Linked DNA regions of Triticum aestivum: region 2 is linked to region 1. The links are chromatin contacts, called in public Hi-C maps. All regions are on one chromosome and are shown on one strand. Each heading gives the region's core, a stretch centred on a gene start, on an enhancer-like site or on the middle of the called end of the contact. The rest is flanking DNA. Distances are from core to core; before and after follow the strand shown.

The links. A called contact is a pair of places that touch in the nucleus more often than the background predicts.
Region 2: a contact with region 1 is called in a Hi-C map of leaf, with 2.5 times the contacts expected there. The contact joins the enhancer-like site here to the promoter of LOC123091221 in region 1. A contact is called at or near these places in 2 of 5 Hi-C or Micro-C datasets (both in leaf).

The regions. Positions count from the first base shown.
Region 1 is chr4B:92,545,986-92,550,973 of IWGSC CS RefSeq v2.1, forward strand. It overlaps LOC123091221 (non-lysosomal glucosylceramidase), which reads right to left and starts at 1,951. Exons shown (of 20, transcript XM_044512654.1): 1 at 1,679-1,951; 2 at 811-907; 3 at 284-394; 4 at 1-30. The coding sequence starts at 885.
Region 2 is chr4B:92,588,150-92,593,137 of IWGSC CS RefSeq v2.1, forward strand. No RefSeq gene overlaps it. Among protein-coding and RNA genes, the nearest start is that of LOC123091221, 43 kb to the left of the region's middle. Within about 2 kb of position 2,967, at least 4 of the 8 cell types and tissues checked have an H3K27ac peak or open chromatin away from gene starts, as enhancers often do. A contact at or near this core is called in leaf, where this site is marked.

The DNA.
Region 1 (4,988 bases), core at 701-3,200:
GTGTCGACCAAGACGTAAACCAAGACCAGCCTGCAATAATGAAATGAAGCTAAGGCAAGGAGAAAACATAAAAGGAAATTTGAAGAATAAAGCAAGAACAGCAAAGAACAATCCTAGTAAGAACCCAAAAAACGTCATAGAAAAAGCAACACATAAGAATTATAGTTAAGGTTGCCAATAATCATTGTTATTCTTAAACAACAGCTGGACCACTAAAACAATCATGCTCAGATAAATTTCAGCAGACCATAAAATTAGGAGTTCCATAAAGAAAAAGACATACCATCTGCCGTACTTCCCTCCATGTAAGTCCGAATGACGGCAAATCATATCTAACATGGCTTAGCTTGTGTTCCCATGTCAACTCTGGAATTTGTCCACGACAAACCTTTTCCTGACAAGTCAAAGCACCATTTTAAACTCAAATCTGATGGAGGCGCTAAATAAGCAAAAAAGGAGTAACTATTTCCCTCTTTTTCCTTTTCTTTTAAACTTGATCCACACATTCAGATTGGTGGTTAACTATGGATGATGTGCACAATAATCATCTGTCTTTATGTACACTATCAAGTATTCTGGACTACATGCTACAAGGATTTGCTTGTCAACGGAGAGCAAACAACTGTATTGAGTAAAGGTGAATAACAATAGCTTTTTCCATGTAAAAAATCAAGACACAAACCCTTTTGCGTTTTCTGTCAGTCAAAGGGTACAAAAAAATTAAAATTGTCAGTAGAATTCACAAAGGCATCATGGTAAGAAACAAATCTGGTGGCAGCTTACAAGTGAATCTCGGAAGAAATAACTCACTGAATTAACGATACTTTGCGAAGATGAACTATTCAGAGAAACGCCATTTCGTGGCTCATGGACATCTTTCACCATTCTTTCTTCCTTCGAGCTGGGCCTGTAAACAGACTGAAATTTGAATATGTAACGAGTGTACTGTTTTGTACTATATTTCTTAACTATCTGAATATGTTCATTACAAAAAGCATATAGGATGGAACAAAAATTGTCAGATCAACTCGAGATAGGAACTCTGTCAGACACGAAGATACTGAATATCTAGCATCCAACTATCAACGGAGTTGCATGTGTAAAATATATATGGTATTTGGTGCGATGTAAATCTTAACATGATTGACTTTAGCGGCCTTCGTCACTATAATAGTGTATCTTAGACAAGTGCGGATAAGGCAGATGTAAACAGAGTTAGCAAAACCACGGTAAACTGAAGCTGACGACACTGCTGTGCTGACTCATCAAACTTCAATAATATAGTAATAAAAAGGATTCCTTGCTTTTACTTAATTGCAAACACAGACAAACAACGGACCACGGCATCTCATATAGTATCAGCGAGAAATGGATTTTTCTGAACAGAACAACAGACCACGCCAAATTCTCAACGCACGCATTGATTGGATGAAAAACAGTTTTATCATTCTATCCAACTGCATGCTGCAAACACTGCCCTTGGTAAATCGCAGAGCAAAGACAAGACTGGCAATCCTATCGGAGGAGGGAAGGAGTAAAATGGTGAGGATGATCCCCGCAAGAACACCCCCGAGAGGCAACGGCTGGGGCCAGACCGGGCGCGAAGAGGACCCCCTCCTAGAAATCGGGAGAGAAACCCTGAATAGATTCGAGCGACAATGGGGAGGAAGAATCTGACCTTTCTCGATCTGGAATCCGCTCGCCGGGGATCTGAGCTCCGCCCGCCCGCCCCAGAGACTAGTCTGAACACGGGAGCGCGTGAGATGGAAGAGAAGACGATGCCGCCCCGCAAGTAATCGTAACCACCACGCACCGACGTGGCTTCTTCACTTGTGGGATTAGTTTACCGGAGACCGGAGAAAAACCCACGATTTTGCGGAGCCGTTCTGCCGTGGGGCCAACTCCGGAAAGTGACATCTCGCAGGCAGGGTTGCTTGCTCCCGGACGGAGATTGATCATCACACAAATGACAAATCTGATGCTCTGCAGCTAAGGTAATGATTGTTTTTTTTCATTTTGAGGGAAAATAGTACCGTAAATTGTTTGTTAGTGTCACGAGACAACGTGTCTAGCAGCTGCTGCTGAGTCACTAAGAGTTTGCTACCTAAGCTACCTAACTTTGTAGGTGTGCATAACCTCTTACAGAACATTTCGAGAAAGTTGCGTATCTATGATTATGTTCTTTGTGATGAAACAAATGGTTTAGGTTCTAAACTTCGCATTGGTGGTCGTATTTTCTGAATTTAAGTCAGGCTTTCCGGATATATGCGTCTAGTGACGACTTTATCAATCTCAAGATGATATGATAACCCAGGCTCCCGAAGATGCTCACAAGGATATGGTATATGTGTGTACGCTTACAGGGAGATTGTAAGTGTGTATGCATGAGCGTCTCTGTTTATACCGTGTTAAAAAGTTAAATTATATTAAATTTAATTTTCCGAGAAATCTGCTAAATTAAATTAAATCAAACGAATTTCAGATGGTAAGCTGACTTTTCTCCGTTCAACTTCAAGCTTATGCACAATTGGTCGTGTTCGATCTCATAGTCGTTTTCCAACCATCAAGCGGAAACGCGCAAAAGTCTCACTGTTATGAGTTATACATATCACAAAGGGACTGAAGGTCTAGCCATTGATGTGACCATATGGTATCATCTTTCTTTTTCCGCTCAGTGAACCGTCCCTCTGAGAGCGATGCTCAGTCGGCATGCCACATGACAGAGTAAACTGCATGTTTCATCCCTATGCTTGCTGGCTTGTAACAAAACCATCCTTGTACTCGTAAAATGCTCCAATACAATCGTAAGACTTGCGAATATGTAACGGATACGGTCATGTGTACGCTTTGTGATACGTTGGGCCCTTTCCCCCACGTCAACTATGGGAGCTGGTCCAGTCGGACTGACTCACACGAGTGAACTTTAGAGTTTAGATGAGACAAGAGGGCCCCCAGGTAATCGATGGTTTCAGTTGTCGCCTCTGTTCGTGCGTCTTCGCTTCCCCGAGCACGATGTAGTTGTCGGCAGAGTAGGGTTTGATAGGAGGCGGAGATCATGGTTGTGGGGAACAGTCGGAGCGGACCGAGTCTTGATTGTCGTCTCCGCTATGAGCGCCACCGATGGCAACCATACATCACTTCAGTCCACTACAAACACCATTGTTGAAACTAGAATGCCAACATCACTTCAGTTCACATCAAACTGACCAAACCATAGCAAAAACTTAATCATAACAGTGCAAGTAGGCATTCATTTAGACAACAGAGCAGCCGGCTCCACCATGTCCTGGACACAATCTTCGTCATCGTCACGCTGCCTGAGCTTGGAACAAGAGCACATCTGGCTTGACGTGGCCTATGTGGCACACCCCCAATCCAATGGTCAGGCAGAATGTGATAACCAGGAGATTTTACGAGGTATCAAGCCCCCAACTCATGGTTCCTCTTGAGTGTACTCCTGGTTGTTGGGTTGAGGAAGTTCCCTCTGTCCTTTGGAGCATACGGACTACTCTCAATAGATCAACTAGTTATACACCATTTTTTATGGTTTACGATGTTGAAGCGGTGCTCCCGAGCGATATTCGTCACGATTCCCCCAGAGTGGCGGCTTATGTTGAAGCAGATAACGAAAAGGCTCAGCAAGATTTCCTTGATGCTTTGGAAGAGGAACGTGACTTTGCAGTATCCAAATCAGCAATATATCAGCAAGACCTATGTTGCTATCACAGTCGTAGAGTTCGCAGTCGTATGTTCCAGGAAGGCGACTTAGTGCTTCGATTGATTCAAGATTAGACTGGCATGCACAAGCTTTCACCTCCTTGGGAAGGACCTTTCATCATCAGTAAAGACCTCAACAACGGGTTATATTATCTGATTGATATACGTGAACACAAGAAGTCGCGTACATCTGAGGAGGAAACCAACAGGCCTTGGAACATTGCTCATATTCATCCTTATTACACTTAGAGCCACTGGCTCCAACTTTTATACATACATTACTGTATATATCTTTTTATGATCAATGATAATAAAGCCGGCACCCCGAAACTCGGGGTCTGTGTTGTTTCATCCAAACTATTGTGTATGAGTCTTATTCTTTGATCATAGGTCATTTGGGGGCTCCCAACTCAACGAGTTTAGCTCATAATAACCCTCTTGACTCGACACATGCTAGAATTTCCTTGTTAAACCTGCCTGTTTGCTTGATGCTCATCCGCCAAGATGACCCGACGTACTCTTGACAGTCAATCTATTATGACCCTGAACTTGTCAAGGTTAAAATGTTGGCAAGCTCATGAGAGAGCCGGCTTACAGAAAGCTAGGACAAAACAGAGGCTATCACGCCTGCTTCATTGAAGCAAGACTCAAGCCTCGAATGCGGATCTCTTTTATCAAGCCTAAAAGGGCGACTTGATTTTTATATGTTTTTTGTTTTGTTTTTACATCATTTTATGTTTTACAGGATTATTTCTTTTGGCTATAAGCCGTCGGGTCATTAATACTCAGGTTCATCCTGATCATAGCATTTCATCGCGACCATGAGTCGCCAGGGCTATAAGTCGTCGGGTCATTAATACTCCGAATCATCTTGATCATAGCATTTCATTGCGACCATGAGTCGACAGGTCTATAAAACGCCGGGTCATTTTTAGTCCTTTCAATCCAGACAAGGATCAACTATAGGCGGTTCATACATATATGACTCGTCCACTAATTGCTTCAGGAAAGCGCAGCGGGCGGATTGGCATACAACCACAACCACTCAAGCTCAATTATTTCATCCAAAATATTACCCAAGTATTCAAAGTGCACGAAGGCACGACAAAGCACCAAGTGTTTTCAAGTTATCTTATTACATAGACACCCATGGCTCAAATAACTCGCCGAAAGTTTTTTTGGAGTTCTCACTCCTGCAAGTTCGCAACTGTATCCTCCGGGTTATCTTCACCTTAATGATCTCCAGTTGTTTATGCTTCCGGGTCATCCCG
Region 2 (4,988 bases), core at 1,717-4,216, 43 kb after region 1:
TACTTATAATGGTTAACAACAATCAAAGACTAAACATAAATCATAAAAACTATTAGCAAACATTTCTATAAAAGAAGACAAACCAATACTAACCAAAGTAGAAACTAATTAAACAACTTAATAATAACACACATCTCACACAATACATGTGAGTATAGATTCACTAGATGTATAAGCATAACACAAGCATGACACATACGAGTGATCATGATAAGATATTAAACTAGAATATGGTCTTACTACTAAAGAACAACTAATATTCAAGTAACCACTAGCAATAAGATTACCACTTCATGCTTACATAACAGATCAAACTATGCACACTAAGCATATGAGGAAGATACAACTCAACTAACATGAAAGGTAAACTATCTTAAGCACGTGCTAAACTATCGCAACAAGACCCAACACTCCTGAGGCTACCATAAGATCAAAGTGATCATCCATAAGAACGCACAAGAGACTAAGTACTCAACTATATTACATAGATAAAACAAGACATGAAAGATCACTTACATGAGTGACAACTAGACATATAACAATGCAACAAGTAGATATGAAGAAGTCTAGGCATACAAAAATGTAATAGTAAGGTAGACTAGATATAACACTAAGCATGGATGATCATGACGCAAGATGCCAAACTATGCTACCAGTAGAATACAACTTATAACTATGACATAACTTAGTTGATATCAACTAACATGACTATCAAGAATGGCATTAGCACACAACACTATCATGCTAGTTGTGACTTACAAGCAAAAGGAAAAAACATACTAAGCAAGTACACATCTAGGTCATGGCATCAATCACATCAAGCAGTGTGCTATACTAGCATGAATAACATGAAGACATGTATTTTTACCTAGTACAACCTAGACTTGGTAATACATAACTGGACAACCTAGGCATCATAGAAATCACGGGTTGTTACACACATGTTATGCAATCTATTTATACAATCCCAACAACATGGCATAGTATTGATCAACCAAGAAGTTGCTCAATAAAAGAATGTACAAGATCAACAAATTACTATAATGTAAATCAAGGCTAATCATATGTGTAGTCATTCAACGCAAACTAGAAATGATATAGTACATGATACGCATACAACCAAACATTCATTCTACTATAAGCAATTGTTAACACGGCATGGCAATAAACTAATATAAATAAACACACATGATAATCATCAATATGCAATAAACTAGTTTTATTCCATCAGAGTGATTCTATATAGCAATACAAATATGAATGACATAAAGCATCCAACCATGAAATCATGGATAACAAACATCTAGAAAGAAGAGGAACAACTTGAGAATTATATTCTACGCAACAAACTATAATGCACTCATTTCCAATCAACAAGGCATTTTATTTGACATTTAGCATAAAGAAAACTATGCAAAACACCTACAAATGATGCCTAATAACTATTAGAGGCATGCCATGATTTCAAACCAATAAAACGAACATGCGACATGGACGGAAATGAATATGTAAATCATATCTAAGATATCACCATGCTAAACAAAATTAAATAGTCAAGGTATGAAGTATTTCATCAGTCGATAAACAAAGCAAAGCTTAGAATGATCTTACAAATTATATACATGGCGAACGTTCACCAAATATTGTACGCATGCATAAGAAAGGACACCATGACGCATAAAATGATATCAACACGAGACAACACACAAAACTATATTTAGTAACTCAAACAAAATCTAAACAAAACACTAAACATGGGAATAATTCCTAAAAAAACATTACACATGCATAAAAATAATTATATGTGGTCACACACATTATCGAGCCAAAACAATACATACAACAATTGTACTAATTTCAACAAGAGTAAAATAAATCTAATAAATCACATGACACACAAATTAAGAGATATCTAGCATACACTCATAAGAATATCAAGAACACATGAAAATAACATACTAGTATAGAATTTAACCATACTCGAAAGACCATTGAATTCTAAAAAAACGAGTATGATTATATCTATTCTACCGTTCACAAGATAGAACCAACAATCTAACTCCACCACTGAGTTTCTACAGCCACAAGATACATTTCATATATTGACCACAAGATCATTCGATGTACAGAAAACAAAAAAGACAAGTCGATGCCATCAAATCGAATTCGGTTTTGAACACACACGGCCAACAACATAGATAGGTTGAATCATGATGTCTAAGGGATACACTAGGTGATGACAAGTACGCGTGCAAAAGGAATTTGATAGAAGCTCACCAAGTTTGACGGAACGGTGCGATGAACTGGACGAACAATGTAGACGGACATGTGAAATTCTTCGCGTGTGATCTACAGAACACATTCCTTCTTCTCTGAATGGAGCTGCGGCATGGAGGAGTATCATCTGGCGCAAGGATTTGGATGGGGATGGCCTCCTTCATCAGGGTCGAGCACCGGTGTCCATGGAGCACCATTTGTTTGCAGAGTGTTCTGGAGAGAAAAGAGGAAGGGAGAGGCAGGAGTTTGTGCGGGGTGGAAGAAGAGGTGGAGGCGCACAATAAGGAGGGGCTGCAGTTTTGGGAACTGATGGGATTTATGGGAAAGAGGGAGGGATGTTTCTCTTATGTACGTGTGGCTGTATGTTTCTTCTATGTGTGTGTGGGTGGAGGGAGCGTACATAGGAAGGAAGAGGAAGGAGAATAGGCGCTGGTTGGGAGAGAAAGGAAGTTGAGAGAAATAGGCAGGGAGGAGGAATTAAAAGAAGGGCATCAGTTAACATGCGTGGTGGCTGTTGAGGTTTCCTCTTCTGTTTTTTTTTTTTTTGAAATAAGGTTTCCTCTTCTGTTAGTTGTGAACGTGAACGTACAGGAAGGAGAGGAGGTGCTCGCTAGGAGAGCTGGGTGTTAGGCCCAGTTTGGCTAGGCCCAAGTGGGACAGAAAGAAAAATAAAAGTTGGCCTTTGGCCCATTCGTGTTGAGAGAACAGGGAATAAAAAAATAAAGTTGTTGTAGAAGGGACCTCCTATGTGCCGCGTTATGCGGCAAACTGGCGAAGCTTCGCAGAGGCGTCGAACCAACGGGCCGGCCCAGGTAGCCAACCCCGCAAAGCGATTTTTTTTAAAGAAAACGATTTGCGCTTCGCGCTGGGCTCTAACTCGCGACGCTTCCTCGTCTATTCACGAACCATGCCGCTGGAGTTGAACACCTTCTGTGACAATTTCGTAGCGCAATCATTTAAGTAGCGGGACTCGCATAAAATTCCTAAAAAAGATGGACTCATAAGGTTTCGAACTCAGCACCTCCTGTGGTCAAGAAGTGGTAAATAACCACTGCAATACATAATTTTGCTGTCTAAATGTTGCAGCGCCGCTTATAATAACTGTAAAAGGAGACAGATCTATTTCTTCCTTTGAGAATTTTGAATGCGTTACTATTTAGGAAAGCAAATATTTATTGAATAAAAAATATTTCAAAATTGTGAACAAATTTACAAAGTTGGAAATATTAGAAAAGTGAACATTTTGTGGAAGAGTCAAACAATTTTCAATCTTGAACAAATTTTAGAAAAGAGGGAAAATTTTGAACAAATTTGAAAACATTAACATTTTTCCAAAATGTGAACATTTTTGGAATAAATGGAACATTTAGTGAAACTCTGAACAAAAATCTGAAAAGCGAACAATTTTGGCATATGTGAACAATTTATGAAACTGTGAACAATATTAGGGAGAGGCAAGCTTTTTATGAATATCTTGAACTTTCTTTCAATTTGTGAACAAAATTCGAGAAATCAAGAACTTTTCTGAACTTTTGAACACTTTTGTAAATCCCGAACAAAAATGTAGAACCAATATTTTTTGAATCCTGAACATATTTTCCAATTGTGAAGACTTTTAGAACAAGTGAACATTTATTTAACAATTTGAAAAAAACTCAAATTTCTTTTTTATTAAAGAGAACAAATTTTGAAAAAAGTGACCATTTCATGAAAATTTGGAAACCTCTTGAACAATTTTGAAACCTGAACATTTTCTGAAATTCCCAAACGATTTTTAACCAGTGAACAAAATTTGAAAACAGGACCAATTTTTGGGATTCAAAATAATTTCAAACCACAAATATTTTGGGAAAACTCCTGAACCTATTTTGAATTTGTGAACAGATTTCAGAAAATGGGAACATTTTTTGAAAAAATGAACTATTCAAAAAATCCTGAACATATTTGGAACGTATTTTTTTTTTGATTTCTGAACAAAATTGAAAAAAGGAAAATTCAGAAATTCTGAATTCAAACTTTTTCTAAAATAAAAAAAGAGAAAGAAAAAAGAATATAATAGAAAAAGAAGCAGAAAAAGGGAAATAAATACTTGAAAAGGAAGAAAGAAGAAAAGAAAAGAAACAGAAACACAAAATTTTGAAAATCATGAAGATATTTTTTATTTTTACACCAAAGTTAGAAACGGAGAACAATTTTGAAATTTCCAAACAAATTTGAATCTTGAACAGTTTTTGAATACGTGAACAAAATCTGGAAACAAGAACAATTTTTGAAAGCATGAACATTTTTTAAAATCCCGGTCATTATTTGAAAAGTCCCAAAAAAATGAACAAAAACATTCCAAACAATTTTTGGAAAATGAGAACAATTTTTGAAATGCCCGATTTTTTTTAAATGCGAACATTATTTGAATTTATGAACAAGTTTTGAAAGCATGAAATTTTTTACAAAATTGGAAATATTTTATAAGTACTAATTCTTTTTCAGTTTGTGAACAAAATTTGAAACCTGATTTGTTTTTTAAAAATGGACTTGAAATGTAAAGGAAACGACAAAAAGAAATAGAAAAGGAAAAAAGAAATAAAAAAGAGAAAAAAAAGAAATAGAAAAACCGACAAAAGAAGAAAAACGATTTAGGGAACCTTCTAGAAGTTTCCCAAAACCAGAAAAACCGGGCTGGGAACCTCTAGAAGGTTCCCAAAACCGGAAGT